Linked DNA regions of Sus scrofa: region 1 is linked to region 2. The links are chromatin contacts, called in public HiChIP or PLAC-seq maps. All regions are on one chromosome and are shown on one strand. The core of a region is the stretch at or near the end of the contact, and the rest is flanking DNA. Distances in the headings are between cores, read along the strand shown.

The links. HiChIP or PLAC-seq counts read pairs in DNA pulled down with a chosen protein or histone mark.
Region 1: a contact with region 2 is called in an H3K27ac HiChIP or PLAC-seq map of skeletal muscle. The contact joins two enhancer-like sites. A contact is called at or near these places in 1 of 5 promoter capture datasets (liver), 1 of 47 Hi-C or Micro-C datasets (fetal skeletal muscle) and 1 of 2 datasets of contacts at active chromatin or transcription factors (skeletal muscle).

What each region holds. Positions count from the first base shown.
Region 1 is chr18:18,649,707-18,656,342 of Sscrofa11.1, reverse strand. No RefSeq gene overlaps it. Among named protein-coding and RNA genes, the nearest start is that of TMEM209, 38 kb to the right of the region's middle. Within about 2 kb of position 1,577, at least 56 of the 83 cell types and tissues checked have an H3K27ac peak or open chromatin away from gene starts, as enhancers often do. A contact at or near this core is called in fetal skeletal muscle and skeletal muscle, where this site is marked.
Region 2 is chr18:18,569,512-18,576,262 of Sscrofa11.1, reverse strand. It overlaps CPA2 (carboxypeptidase A2), which reads left to right. Exons shown (of 14, transcript XM_021078736.1): 5 at 123-141; 6 at 144-256; 7 at 861-947; 8 at 2,654-2,755; 9 at 4,644-4,742; 10 at 6,065-6,179. Among named protein-coding and RNA genes, the nearest start is that of CPA2, 9.1 kb to the left of the region's middle. Within about 2 kb of position 2,417, at least 22 of the 83 cell types and tissues checked have an H3K27ac peak or open chromatin away from gene starts, as enhancers often do. A contact at or near this core is called in fetal skeletal muscle and skeletal muscle, where this site is marked.

The DNA.
Region 1 (6,636 bases), core at 328-2,827, 81 kb before region 2:
CTGCTCCGCCAGGATGGAACCCGCGTCCTGGCTCTGCAGAGACGCCCCGCCGTGGGAACTCCCAAAGCACACTTCGAGAATCACTCTATAAGGAACACAAACCGAGGCCCTTCCCGGTAACAGTCTCTGGGAGGGAACGTTAACTGGGGGGGGTTAGGGTTCTACGGTGTAAGCCTCCTCCCCGGGGGGCACCGTCACCCCACGGCTGCCCCCACACCGCACACAACGCACAGTCACGTAATCCGCACCCAACACAGCCCACCCAACACCCGAGCCATCCACCTCACAAAAAACACACCCCACCCTCCACCCTGCACTCGCTCGCCCAGCCCACAAAGATACGAGGGGCCATTCACCCCTGTCTCAGGCCTATAATCTGTGACGCACGGCAGGGTGAGCTGGCCGCCCGCGCGGTGACGCAGGTGACAGGCTCGCTCTGCTGGCTTTGGCCTTTAGAGACAACGTGCGTCACCGCCTCACGACGAGCCGAGCCGGGGCTGCGCGGGCAGGTGAGGCCCGGCGGCTGCTGTTCCCTCCCCAGCTCGGCCGCTGAAGAGCCTCTTACCTCAGCGCGGCTGTGCTGATCTCATTCGCAGACGCAGAACATGGAGACGGGGGCGGAAAGCGCTGGGAAGGTGGACGCAGCGAGGCCCTGGGTCTCGGAAGTGCCCATAGCTCCGCGGAGGGACGCGGGGGGGCGAGAGGACCCTGAAGGCCCTGTGCAGGGTCAGGCGGGGGACAGAGGCCCGGCACGGGCCTGCCCCTGGCCGGTCCCAGGGCTGAAGAGGGCGCCTGCCCCCGCCCTCCATCCCCCTCCTCAGCTGGGGCAGAGAAATTTCTGGCAGGAGAAAGACAAGCAGGGGGGACCACCACGGAGTATGAAAAGCTCCCTCGTCCTCGGGAGTCGCGGGCACAGCTGTGGAAACGCTAACATCTGGCGTGTGGCCCCCGAGTAACCTCCTGGATCCCGGGAGGAGCTGGTGCTTGATTAACGCCTGGCCGGGAGGGCAGGTTAGAGGCCATGGCTGCCCTTCCTCGCTCCCCCTGCCCGGACCAGGCAGAGCGACAGCCCGCCTAGGGGTAGAATTTGGGCACAGAGGCTCCCCGGGCCGAGCTGGGCCTCCTGCAGCTGCAGAGGAGCGCGGCTGAGTTTCTGACCCCAGCCTGGGGCCTCCCCGCTCCGCCTCCCCTTCCCCCTCCCCCTCCGCTCCGAGGAGCTCCGGGACCACCGGGGCCTGGGGGCAGCAGGGAGGGGCTGTCGGCTCTGAATGGGATCTTCTAGAAATGGGGCCACAGAATGTTAGTCTTCCAGGTCTGTGGGGACCCAGGAGCCTGCGGGATGAGGGGCCCGACGGCTTGGGAAGCCACTGGCAGGTCTCCAGCTTATGGTAGGGGAGGCAAAACAGATGGGTTTCTTTTGCCCACACTCGCCAGGGCACCAGAAAACTCGTGGTCACCAGCCTAGGAGTCGTGGGCAGGCAGGACAGCCCGTGGTGCTGTGGCCGTGACCACCAGAGCCTCAGGGCGCGTCACGCAGGGGTGTCCTTTCCTTCCCGGAAGGGCACAGGCTTGGTCTTCCGCGAGGGCGGGGCTGCGGGGGCTGGAAGTAAGTCTGCTTCCCTCAGGCTCTTCAGAAGCCCCAGGTCCTCAGTGTGCGGTGCGGGAGAGGAAGAGGGACGGGAAAGGCGAGGGACTGAGGGCTGGAGGGTATCGGGCCTGCTCCGAAGGTAGCTGAGGCCAGCGGGGCCAGGGGCAGAGACACCAGCGGATTCTGGACTCCAGCCAGGAGCAGGTGGCCATCAGACCCCAGGCTTCCCGTCCCACCCCTTGAGGCCCCTGCAGGAAGCCTGGCACCTTTCCCGGCGCCAGCTGTGTAGCCTGGCACCAAGTCTGCACCCAGGAGAGCCCGCAGCCGGCGCTCTGCCCAAGGGACTGGATGCCTGACTCACTCCGTGCTTGCTAATCACTCCCCTCTCCGCCGTCTGGCATGGTGTCTCACACGGGCTTCTTTCCCCTGGAGAAAAGCGTGCCCATCTGACACCTCTGCCTGCCTGCTAACCATGACACATTCATCTGTCCTTGCCACTGCCTCTGCTCCGTGCAGCCCCCACGCCGCCCTCTCCTGCCTGCTGCCTCCTGCTCCAACCTCTGCCAGGATGACTGTGGGTGTGTCCATCCCCCACCCGGGCCAGCGTCTGCACCTGGCAGGCAGGCTGTGTCCAGCAGCCCACCTGTAACCTCTCTGCTTACCTCTACCGCAAATGGCACACACCCACTGCCTGGAGGAGTCTGAGAAGGGAGCATCAAAGCTCAGGGGCCAAGCCCTTCTTTCTCAGGCCACCACTCAGCTTTTCCATGACCAGTGGCACTTTTCCTAAAGGGAGCCAAGAACAGGGTGACTTCTGGTTTTGTCTCTGCTTTGCCCAGAGACCAGAGGAAGAGTCCAGCCCGAGTAGGCAGTGGGAGGTCCTGAGACTGTCCAGGATACTGGTGACCTGGCACCACAGAGCCAGCCTGATGGGGAAAATGACCCTGTCCTGTAGTGCTGCTAGGGCTCCCTGGGGACACAGTCCCCAGGCCAGACCTCTAGAGTGGGTTCTGGTACACAGCACCAAGCTGGACTCTGGGTACTCACAGACCCTTTCTGGGCTTCTGTGTCTTCTGTAAAATGAGACAATCCATCTGTTTGATCCCCAAGACACATCCACATTTTCTGAGCCTGACAAGGAAAAAAATCTCACCTAAAAGCTGAAGTAGGTTGAAAAGTCAACATTACTTGCCTGTGGGTTTCACAATATGTAACAGCTTCCTTCTTTTTTATTTTCAGGCTAAATATGGAATCGGCCTCATAGGCCTGTGACCTGGACAATCATACAGAACCCCATGCCTAGAAGGGGCCTGGGCTGGGTTTAATGATCTGCTGTGGCTGTCTTAAAAATCTTGATAGGAGTTCCTGCTGTGGAGCAGTGGATTAAAGTGCCCGGCTTTGCCGAAGCTGTAGCTTGGATTCAATCCCTGGCCTGAGAACTTCCATGTGTTCTGGGTGTGGGGCTATTAAACAAACAAACAAACAAACAAAAACAAAAAACCAACCAACAAACAAAAGTCTTGATAATTTTTTTTTGACCTTGCCTGTGGCATGTGGAAGTTCCTGGGCCAGGGATCAAAGCCCTGCCACAGCAGTGACCGGAGAGGTCTTGATAATTTTTGAACTAGGGACCCACATTTTCATTTTGTACTGCATCCTGCAAATATGAAGCTGGTGCTGGCTAAAAATACCCAGAATGTTGGTCAAGAAGCAGCAGCATGGTTGTGTCTGGCCTTTGCTCTATAGAATTTTGGCATCTAGAATACAGAAATGTTGAACACACCCTCATTTTTGAGTGCCTGGGGAAGGGGAAGAGGGTGAGCCGATTAAGGAAGTACTTGGTGAGAGTTAAATCGTTCAAGGCGACTTGGAGTCCCATATCCACAGTACTGTCCTTGGAGTCAGGCACAAGCCAGGGCTCTGCAATTGGTTCAGACATCTACTGCAGGGGAAGATGACTCCTGTCACCTAATCTCCATCCTCTGCTTCTCCCTGTAGTGCTAGGATTATTAGCTGGTCATGGCCCCCAAGACAACTTTCCCCAGATTCCTTTGCAGTTAGTTGTGTCTGTGTCATCATGTGATGAAGAGCTGGCCAATGGGCTATACCTGCAAGTGTTTGCTACCACTCAGTTGGTGTGTGCCCTTTTTTCTGAGTTGGATTTTTGATCCATAACATAGTAGAAGTTTTACACCTTTAGAATAGGATCTGAAAGAGAAAAATATATGCTTAGTTGTTATCATTTCATAATAGAAATTTAAGAGTGAATTGGCACATAGGTACCCTTTAATGTTTAGTTCTTCAAACAGGAAGCTGCAAATAGCATCCCATCTCCAAAAGGGATACTGTTGGGGGGAGCAGTAAAATGATAGGTAGGTGTAATGAAGAAGCAACTGAGGGATGGGGGTTGGCGAGTGAGTGACAGGGGTGTTGTTTGAAGGGTGGCACGAAAAGCTCCGAGGAGGCAATGTTTGAGCAGAGGGCTTAGTGAAGACAGCAAGGAGCTGTTACGGAGAGCTGGGGGAAGAACATCCAGCGAAGAGGGAGACAGTCAAATTGTTTTGCCAAAAGTGTGGATCTCTTACTCAAGATTCAGACTATGTGTTGTCATCTCCATCTGGATGTCCCAACAGCAGCTCAAACTCAATGTGTTTTAAAAATTTCTTTCTGCTCCAAACCAGTTCCTTTTCCTCTTCTGTTATCAGTGCCACTAGCTTCATATCTTCATAATGGCCAAAATTGAAATATTAGAGTTGTGTGCACCAAGTTACCAGTTGTGACCATTTTTCTTCTACAGAGGCTCTCCAGTCTCCTCTGCCAAGCCCTGGATCACGCAGCAGTCTCCTCATGGGTCTCCCTGGCTGCCCCTGCTCCAGCTTCTGTCCATCTTCAGGGCTGTGGTCAGAGTCATCAAGCTCCGCTTGGATTTTTTCCTGCTCAAAAAGCTTTAGAGTCTCGTTAAATGAAGTCTGCAACCCTCAGCTCAGTAGCTAAGGTCCACCTTTCCTTCTGGTCCCATCTTCCCATGTTCTTCTAAATACATCCCGGTTTGGATTCTTTGCAGTTTTCCAATGACAGCTCTTCCTCTCCTGTCTTCATGCCTTGATTCCTGCTGCTTCCTTCTCTTACTGAAATTCGACTACTCCTTCAGCAGAGTTTTCTCATCCTTTGACCTATAAAATCCTATTTGCATCTTTTTTTTTTTGTTTCTGGAACTTTTCAATCATTAGAGGATTTTAACATTGAAAAAAGTTGAAAATGGAAAAGCAATCATCCATTTTCCTATTTCAACAAATGAGTTCACATTTGGCTATTTTTTTCTAGTCCTTGGCAATCTGCATGCATATTTTTACATAATTGTAATCAGAGTAGACACATACCTTTGATTTGTTTTCATCTCCATCCAACATTTTCCCCATCTTTCCATATAGTCTTTTCAAAATTATAGTTTTAAAAAGAGGTCAAAGTAAGTCTCTAAGTGTCTCATTCAAGGATATAACTCACGGAGTTCATGTACTATAGTTTATCAGACCATCTATCATTGAACATTTGATGAGTTTTGTGATAGTCCAGCTAATAACTAGAAGTTGTTTGAGAGAAAAAAGGATATCCTAAGCCTTCTCTGTATTCCTAGCACCTAGCAAACTACTTCAATCAATCCTTTTGGACGGATGAATAAGTGAACAAACACACACAATGAACATCCTTAGACATAAGTTTTCTGTTGAATATTTTCCTAGCCAGAGAACTACAAAGCATTAATATTTTATATTGGAATATTAATATTTTAATATAAAATCAATATTTTAGGGGCTTTGCACGTTGTGGTGGATTTTTTCAAAAGTGGCCACATCGATATATGTCCCATCGCATGTTGTGATGTGGGACATCCCTCTACTGAGAGATGGGGTCTGTGTTCTCTCCCTTTGAAATTGGTGAGGTCTTCACAGTTGTCTTTTTCAGCGGGGATGGAGTGGGGCTGCTGTGCCTATGGCATGTAAAAGTTCCAGAGCCAGGGATCAAATTCACACCACAGCAGTGATCCAAGCCACAGTCCTTAACCCTCTAGGCCACTGGGGAACTCCTCCTTATAGTTGTCTTGATCAACAGGATGCAGCAGAAGACACATGGAACTTTCAAGCCCAGGTTATAAAAGGTAATATACTCTGTCTCCACCTCCTCCTTTTTCTCAAGATACTGCCCTTGGGATTCAGCCACTTCCTTATGAGGAAACCCGGGCCACATATGGGCCTTCTGCCCACATTCCCAGTTAGGCTCACAGTCAATAGCCAGCATCAGCCACTAGACATGGGAATGAAGAGCCTTAAGGTGATTCAGTCATCCAACTCCATACGTTGTGGGACAGAGGAAGCCATCCTTGTGCCCTATCTGAATTCCTGACCCATGGAGAGAGATACTAAATGATTATTGTTTTGAGACAATTTGTTACGCAGTAGGAGTGACCAAAACAAGCATATAGTCAGTCCCAGGTTGTATTCTGTATGGTTGTACCAATTTGCAGTGCCACCAGCAGTGGAGGGGTGTGGCAGATTCACCACAACTTCATGAGCCCTGGAGTGTGGCCTTTTTGTGGGCACTTATTTACTCCAAACTCTGAAAATCTCATCTCCACTTCTCAACTGTAAGCTCCTTGAGGGGAATACATCACTGCATTCACTTTTTCTTTTTTTTTTTTTTGTCTTTTTAGGGCCATACTCACGGCATATGGAGAGTCCCAAGCTAGGGGTCCAGTCAGAGTTGTAGCCACCGGCCTACGCCACAGCACACGGGAACCGAGCCTCGTCTGTGACCTGCACCACAGCTCACAGCAATGCCAGATCCTTAACCCGCTGAGTGAGGCCAGGGATTGAACTCGCATCCTCATGGATGCTAGTTGGGTTTGTTAACCCCTGATCCATGATGGGAACTCCCATCACTGCAGTTTTGTTTAGCTTTTAGCAGGCACTTGGTAATGCTTGTGCATTTGTACATTTGTTACAAGTATACATAACTAGGGTATGCATGGTCCTGGCCAGGAAGCATGGCCT
Region 2 (6,751 bases), core at 1,168-3,667:
TCCACAGTGATTCTAGTCTTGAAGGCTTGCCGTAAAGTAGATAGGAACTGATTTCTTGACATCTGTCCATGTCTATTTTCCTGGAATGACCCAGCGATGCCTTGGCCTTTCACCCCTTTCAGCTTGATTTCTGGAAATCACCACCATCCCAGGAGAGACAACCCATGTCCAAGTTCCCTTTGTCAGCATCCAAGCAGTCAAAGGTTTCTTAGAGTCCCAGGGAATTGTTTATTCCATCATGATTGAAGATGTTCAGGTAATTATCCCACAGCCCCCTGTTCAGAGGCTTTCTGGTCCATATACAAAAAAGGTTCACCCTCTTTTACCTTTGGGTACCCTCTGCCAGGGAAGGGATCTGTGGGTGCCACTATGGCCTTCCTACGGTTTGGGCTTCCCTGCAGAGTGGGTAGGAGGGCTTGTCCCTCTTTTTCGGCATTTGGCACAAAAGGGATACGGTGATAAAAAAATGTAATGGAAAGGGCAAAGAGAGTATCTGACATGAATAAAAGTACAAACTGAAGGGTGTTAGTAAAAGTGGGTAAAACTAAGATACTATTCACTTAGTTTTTAATTGGAGGTTACCTCAGACCCTGGGTTCTCAGAGAGGGAGAATGAGCCATAAGACAACCACAGGACTGACTGTCATCCTATATTTGCAGCATCCGGCTAGATTAGAGTCCCACTAATGCCCCATCTCCTTTCAGGGTGCTGCAGAATAAGTGAAAGGTATGACCCCAAAGTCTTTGGGACAAGAAGAAGAATGCTTGGGACTGGACACGTGAATGTCACCATTTCCTTCATGATTGCAGATTCAAATGCATGGCCATAAACTAATCACATGGATGATTGATTTATCCTAGGTTCTGCTGGACAAGGAGTATGAAGAAATGTTAATCAGAGAATGGAATGGTAACTTCAACTTTGAGGCTTATCTTATCTTGGAAGAGGTAGGTGTTTCAAAATGAACATCAGAGAAATGGGCCATACTCTCCTCTGATTCCAAGGCCTATACTTCCACTTGCTGATTTAGTGGAAATTACTGTCATATTATTTCCAAACTTTTCCAAGTTCTCCTAGGATTTCACAACCAATATCTGTGCCACTGCCTTAAGGCAGGATCTAAAGTCCATCTTCCCATCCAGCAGCCACCCCATTATTTGGAACTGTCCAGGAGGGGTTAAGTGAGCACAAAACAGCCTCTCCCTCGCTCCTCTCAAGGCCCCCCTTGCTGATTTCTTACCTGCGCCACCCGTAAAGCCATTTGAGAGCTGTGCTTCATGGCTGCCATTGATGATGGAATCAGGGAACACCCTGATAACCTCTTACTTCCAGCCAAGGGGGGGGGGTTGTCTCCCAACCTGGCAAATGCTCCTAGATGTCATGGCACTAAAGTCTTATGCAGTCTCTCTGCTGTCTTTCCCCAGTTTTGGTGTAAAGAATGCCCCCTTCCTTCTCCTGGGTCACCAGGATAGTGCTGTGCTTGCCTCTTTGTGACACAGAAGTTTTCTTGGGACCCACAGTGGTCTACATGCACTGATTTGGAGGGGAGATTGGAGGGGAGGGGCTAAGGAGATGGGGCTTGGAAAATTAAGGGGAGAGATGGAGGAGTGGAAAGAGCCAGAGAGGAGATATTTAGTAGGTACTGATTACCCAAATCGGCAATTCTAAAGTGCAAAGAACTCTGAAAACAAAATTTGGTGGCAAACCTTGCTCTGACCTAAACTCATTTAGGGGCAAAATCTGACCAGAATTTACTTGCTACTCATTTGTTTCACTGCCAGAAATATTAACATGCTTCAATTAGGAGCACTGCCACATGTGTAAAATACAATGTATCTTCCTACCTTCCTAAATTTGCAAAAAAGAAGAAAAAAATTTTTTTTTTTAAAAATTTGAGCTATGTATGGCCCCTAAAGGTTTCAAATTAGGGATTCTGGACCAGTACAGAGAGTCAGGGAGAAAAAGGAAGTGAAGGAAACAAGATGCTCTCTCTGCTTTGCCTGGCTTCACAAATTGCTGTCTGTGTCCCACGGAGAGCAAGGCTGACAACAGCTGGAGGAGCACTTTTCATGCTGGTCATTCTCCACACACGCCCAGACGTGTCTCCACCCCAGCAGTGGGCACAGCTTGGGTGCCCCAGCTGCAGAGAATTGCAATCAGCCCTGAAAATAGGAGCCGGAATAGCTGGTGGCAGAAGTGCCTGAGGCAGCACTGCATTGTCCCAGCCTGAACCAGCACAGCTGTTTTGCAGCGCCTGCCTCTAAATCCACTTTTTTTTTTTTCTTTTTTTGGTGCCACTACAATTTGTGTTCCTCTGCTAGTGAATGCAGGAAGCTTTCTGGCTGGGGAAGTTCCACCTCAGGACTGGGCTGAGGCAAACCACGGGCAAACCAGAGCAGTGCCATTTTGTGTGAAGCATAAAACTGGAAAGAACCAGCTCTGCTGTAGCAAAATGGCTTCCCCTTTTCCAGCCCCTGCAGATGCCCAGTGATCATCTCTTAAAAGCTCTAATTCCAGCATCCCCAGTCCCACAGCATTTGCCACGCTGTCCTCTCCATCCCCAAGGGGATGGAAATGGAGGAGAGAGAAAAGTCACTAACGGATGCATCAGATTATTTATTTGCAAATGTCTATTTCATCTTAAACATTTCAGATTTTCCAAGAAATGAATAACCTAATTACGGACCACCCTGGTCTAGAGAGCAAAGTGAACATTGGCTATGCTTTTGAAAACTGGTCCATAAATGTGTTCAAGGTACACAGGTGCAGTGGTGATTTTTCCTCTAGACGCTTCTAGAATTCCGCTCCTCCCAAGCGGGCGGTTTGTCCCGGCTCTGCCTGCGGAGCTGTTCCTCCCTCCCCCCACCCCAACCGGTCCTTGCTGGTTTTGAGTATCCGCCCCCACCCCAAAACCCCCAGCCCCCTTTCTTTTGCTTTTTCTCTTAACTGCGCAAGCTGACGCAGGTCTGCGGGAGTGAATTAAGGCTCTCATCTTGATAGATTTGCTCACAGGGAAACAGAGGAATTTTCGCCAATAGGAACAGAGGAAGGGGAGGTGGTGTGGGCCCCAGGGTGAGCGGGGGATGGGGTATTCTGTAATTAATCAAGGTAGGAGTTATGTGCTTTGTTTTTCTTTCTTTTCCTCTTTTCTTTCCTCTTTTCCCCCTTTAAAAGGCAGGGTTTTTTTTTTTTTTCCTTTTTTCTTTTTTTCCTTAAAGAAATGCTCCAAGTATTTGCTGGAGCCGCATTTAAAACCATGAGTTCTCGAGATTTGCAGGATGAAGGCCAACTAATCGGCAAAGGCGAATGCTCAGAAACGCAGGCTTTTTTTTTTTTTAAGGTGCTAGTTTGTAAAGGTTATGGTTTTACTCCAACCTGTAACCTCTGACAGCAGTCTTAGCGCTGATAATTTCAAGCTTTTTAAACCTTGCTTTGAGAAAGAGTGAAAATTATTTCCTCAGATTTCCTAGAAAGAGTTTAAGGGAAAAAAAAAAAGATAATGTCACAACTCTTTGCTAAATTTGGAAATGTTATGGCTGAGCGCCAGCGGACTCACTGGGACAGATGGATTTCTCCAGAGCAGTTCCCTCAAAGCAGGCTTGCGAGGAGTGGTGTGCCTACATTGTGACACCGTGGCACATGTGCTCATATTTACTACCTTCTTTTCTTTTTATTTCCTTTCCCCTATTTCTTATACAACTGGGTCAGGAAACCCCAAATTCTCCTCCTGCTTGGATTTTCCTGGCCTTTCCTTTTCCCAGGTGGTTTGGTGGTTTGTGGTTGAGAATGTTGTTTTCCAAAGTTCACCACTTTTTATTTTGAAGCTCTTTGAAGGAAAAAGAACAAAACACTTTAAAACTGTCAAAACGTGTGAAAAGTAATTTTTAGCAAGGATTTGCATTTCTCATTTACCTTATCTGTGATGTTTAGAGTGCTGCACAAAGATAGAAGTTGATGGTGCAAAAATAATCTTTTCCTCCTCATTTACTGATCCAATTGGCAAAGCTGCTGTTCCAAATAAAACTAAGTCACTTAGATCATAAAATTTAAACTCTGGAAAGCACCCCCAAAGCCTGCCATCCTGATTTTATAAAGGACTCAATAGGTTATCACAAGAATTTTTATTACAAAAATAACACAATCATTGCAAAAAAATGAAAAAAATCCCTGTTTTACCAACTCTACAACTACAGGATGATAGCTATTAACATTCTGTTGTATATCTATTTCTCCTTCTTTTTTCTTTTTTCATCACCTTTCCCTTTTTCTCCTGTGTGGGTGTATGCGCGCACGCGCACACACACACACAACACAAGCTAGCCTTTTAAAAAATAAAAATGCCGTCATACTATTCTGTAATCTGTTTTTAAAAATTTACATGTGATGAACATATTTTCATGTCATCGCATTATCCACAATGTTTTTTTTACAAACATCAAAGGATGCCTCTCATGTAAGTGCATTTAAGTTCCCATTAAAAGAAGGGGACCAAAAAAACCCCAAAAAACCTTTAAATGAGAAGAGTTAATCAACAGCACCAGTGGCTACACCTTCTCCCTCTCCCCTATATCTAGTACAAAAAGAGGAACCAACAAGGGGTCCTCGGTGGTGGAACGGTTTGCATTTCCACTCTTGTTTTGCAGTTCAGCACCGGAGGAGACAAGCCGGCCATCTGGCTAGATGCTGCGATCCATGCCCGTGAGTGGGTTACACAAGCTACTGCGCTGTGGATCTCAAATAAGGTCGTTTTGCCTGGAATTTCCTGATTTGTCTTTCTGGGGTCAGGCCCCACCTAACTTGACAACAGTCTCTGTGGTCCTAATGGTTGATGCTCTCATTCCCAAGCCCTGTCACACAGGCAGGAAACAGACCCATTCAAAGCCTTTTTTGGTCTTGCCCCACCAAGTACCCTAGCATACACCCCCTCCAACCCCCTACCCTGCTGGCCATTGTGAGCTCTGTTAAAAGATAGTAAGAGTTAGAAGAGATTGAGAGGGTGGCAAGTAAGGACCCCAGGAGTCAGATTTCAGCATGAGAATGGACTAGGGAAAAATTGCTTTGCTGCCTGGAGCTCTGAGAGCTGTAGCATGATGTACTAGAAATCTATAAAATCACAAAAGGGCTTCAAGATATAAATATAAACAGGTATTAGAATAGTTTACTTTGACCTGCAGATCCAAAGTGGAACTTGTTAAGGGTTCTGGGGTGCTTCTGAAAATTTTCCATATCTGATTTTGAAGTTAAGGTGTAGCAATATCTCCCTTCCAACATGTTCATTGGAATTAGAGTCAAGATACCACGCTGGGTGTGACCTAGGCTGGTATTTCTTAAGTAATTCAAAAATGACATGCTATAAATCAGAATGTTAATTCATGAGCAAAGGAAATCAATCCACATCAGATCATTCAAGCATGTGCAACCACGTGCATACTGGCTGATAGATTTTTCCCTTCAATTAAAATGCGGTTACCTTTAGGGTATTATGAAATGGATATTTAACAGTTGAATAATAATGCCTTAGGATGGCTGAGCACAGGAAATGAATAAATTTTAATCCGGCAGAAACTTCAACTCTGCTGCAATTGATCATAAGTAGAAATGTAATTCCCCAAATGGAATTTAACCGGTTCTCTGGATCTTTAGAAAAGTCTCTGCATATTTAAGTAATCTGATGTTGGTCTGGAGTACTTTTGGGAAACTATAGCTTGTGTGGTGATTAAGGAAACTGAAAATACTTATTCGGTTCATATCCCTAATAAGCCACATACACCGTTGCCCACCATTGCAAAATGCATCACCAAAATTAATAGGAAAAGTTCTGCTTTTGAGAGAGAAAGAGTAAATGATATTCATTTTTACTTAATGTAAGTGAATTATTCTGACTGGAAATTAAAGTATCGACACTGGCATATTAAACTCATTAACAGGAGATTGGGCCGTAGTCTTGGACCAGACATGATATCTTGTGCATGTTTGGAAAAAACACATTGCCTTAATATCTCTTCCGTGTTTCCTGGTGAAAGGGGAGTGTGAAACTGACATACATGTTGTTGTCTCTGCTCAGATTGCCTCTGATTATGGAAATGATCCGTCCATAACTTTGATTTTGGATGTGATGGATATCTTCCTGCTGCCAGTCACCAACCCTGATGGCTCTGTGTTCTCTCAAACCCAAGTAAGCCTGGACTTTGCTCTTCCACAAAAATCTAAGGAGATGTGTAGGAACTTCAAAACAAAATAAAGTGGTCTTTGTGTTCTTGATTTACCCTAAACGGAATGCCTAATCTCTCAGTAGTGGCCCTGAATGGAGGCATAGAGTGGTGTTTATAATCATTTCTTTTTCCAACACACGGTATCTTTCCAAATTGCCTCGGTCAGAGCCCATTTCAATTGTTAGGCTGGGCTGTTAGAGTTCACTGTTCACCGTGAGTCACCTAGGAGATTTGTTCCAATTATCTCTGCGTTTTTGTGGTAGGATTGATAGAAAAGAGGAGGCGGATGTTACCTGCTGACAATTAGATTGCTGTAGGATTTAGGTAGGCAGTACAATGCATCTGGCATTTTACTTAAAATCTGTAGAAGAAATCCTCGGTAATATCACAAAAAAGAGAGAGGTTTTTTTTTTTTTTTTTTTTTTTTTTCTCTCCTTTTAAAATCTCATTACGCTACACTATTACGGCAACTGTGACCACACATATATTTAAAAATGAATCAGAGCTTCAAGTTTATTTTTGTGGAGAGCCGACTACAG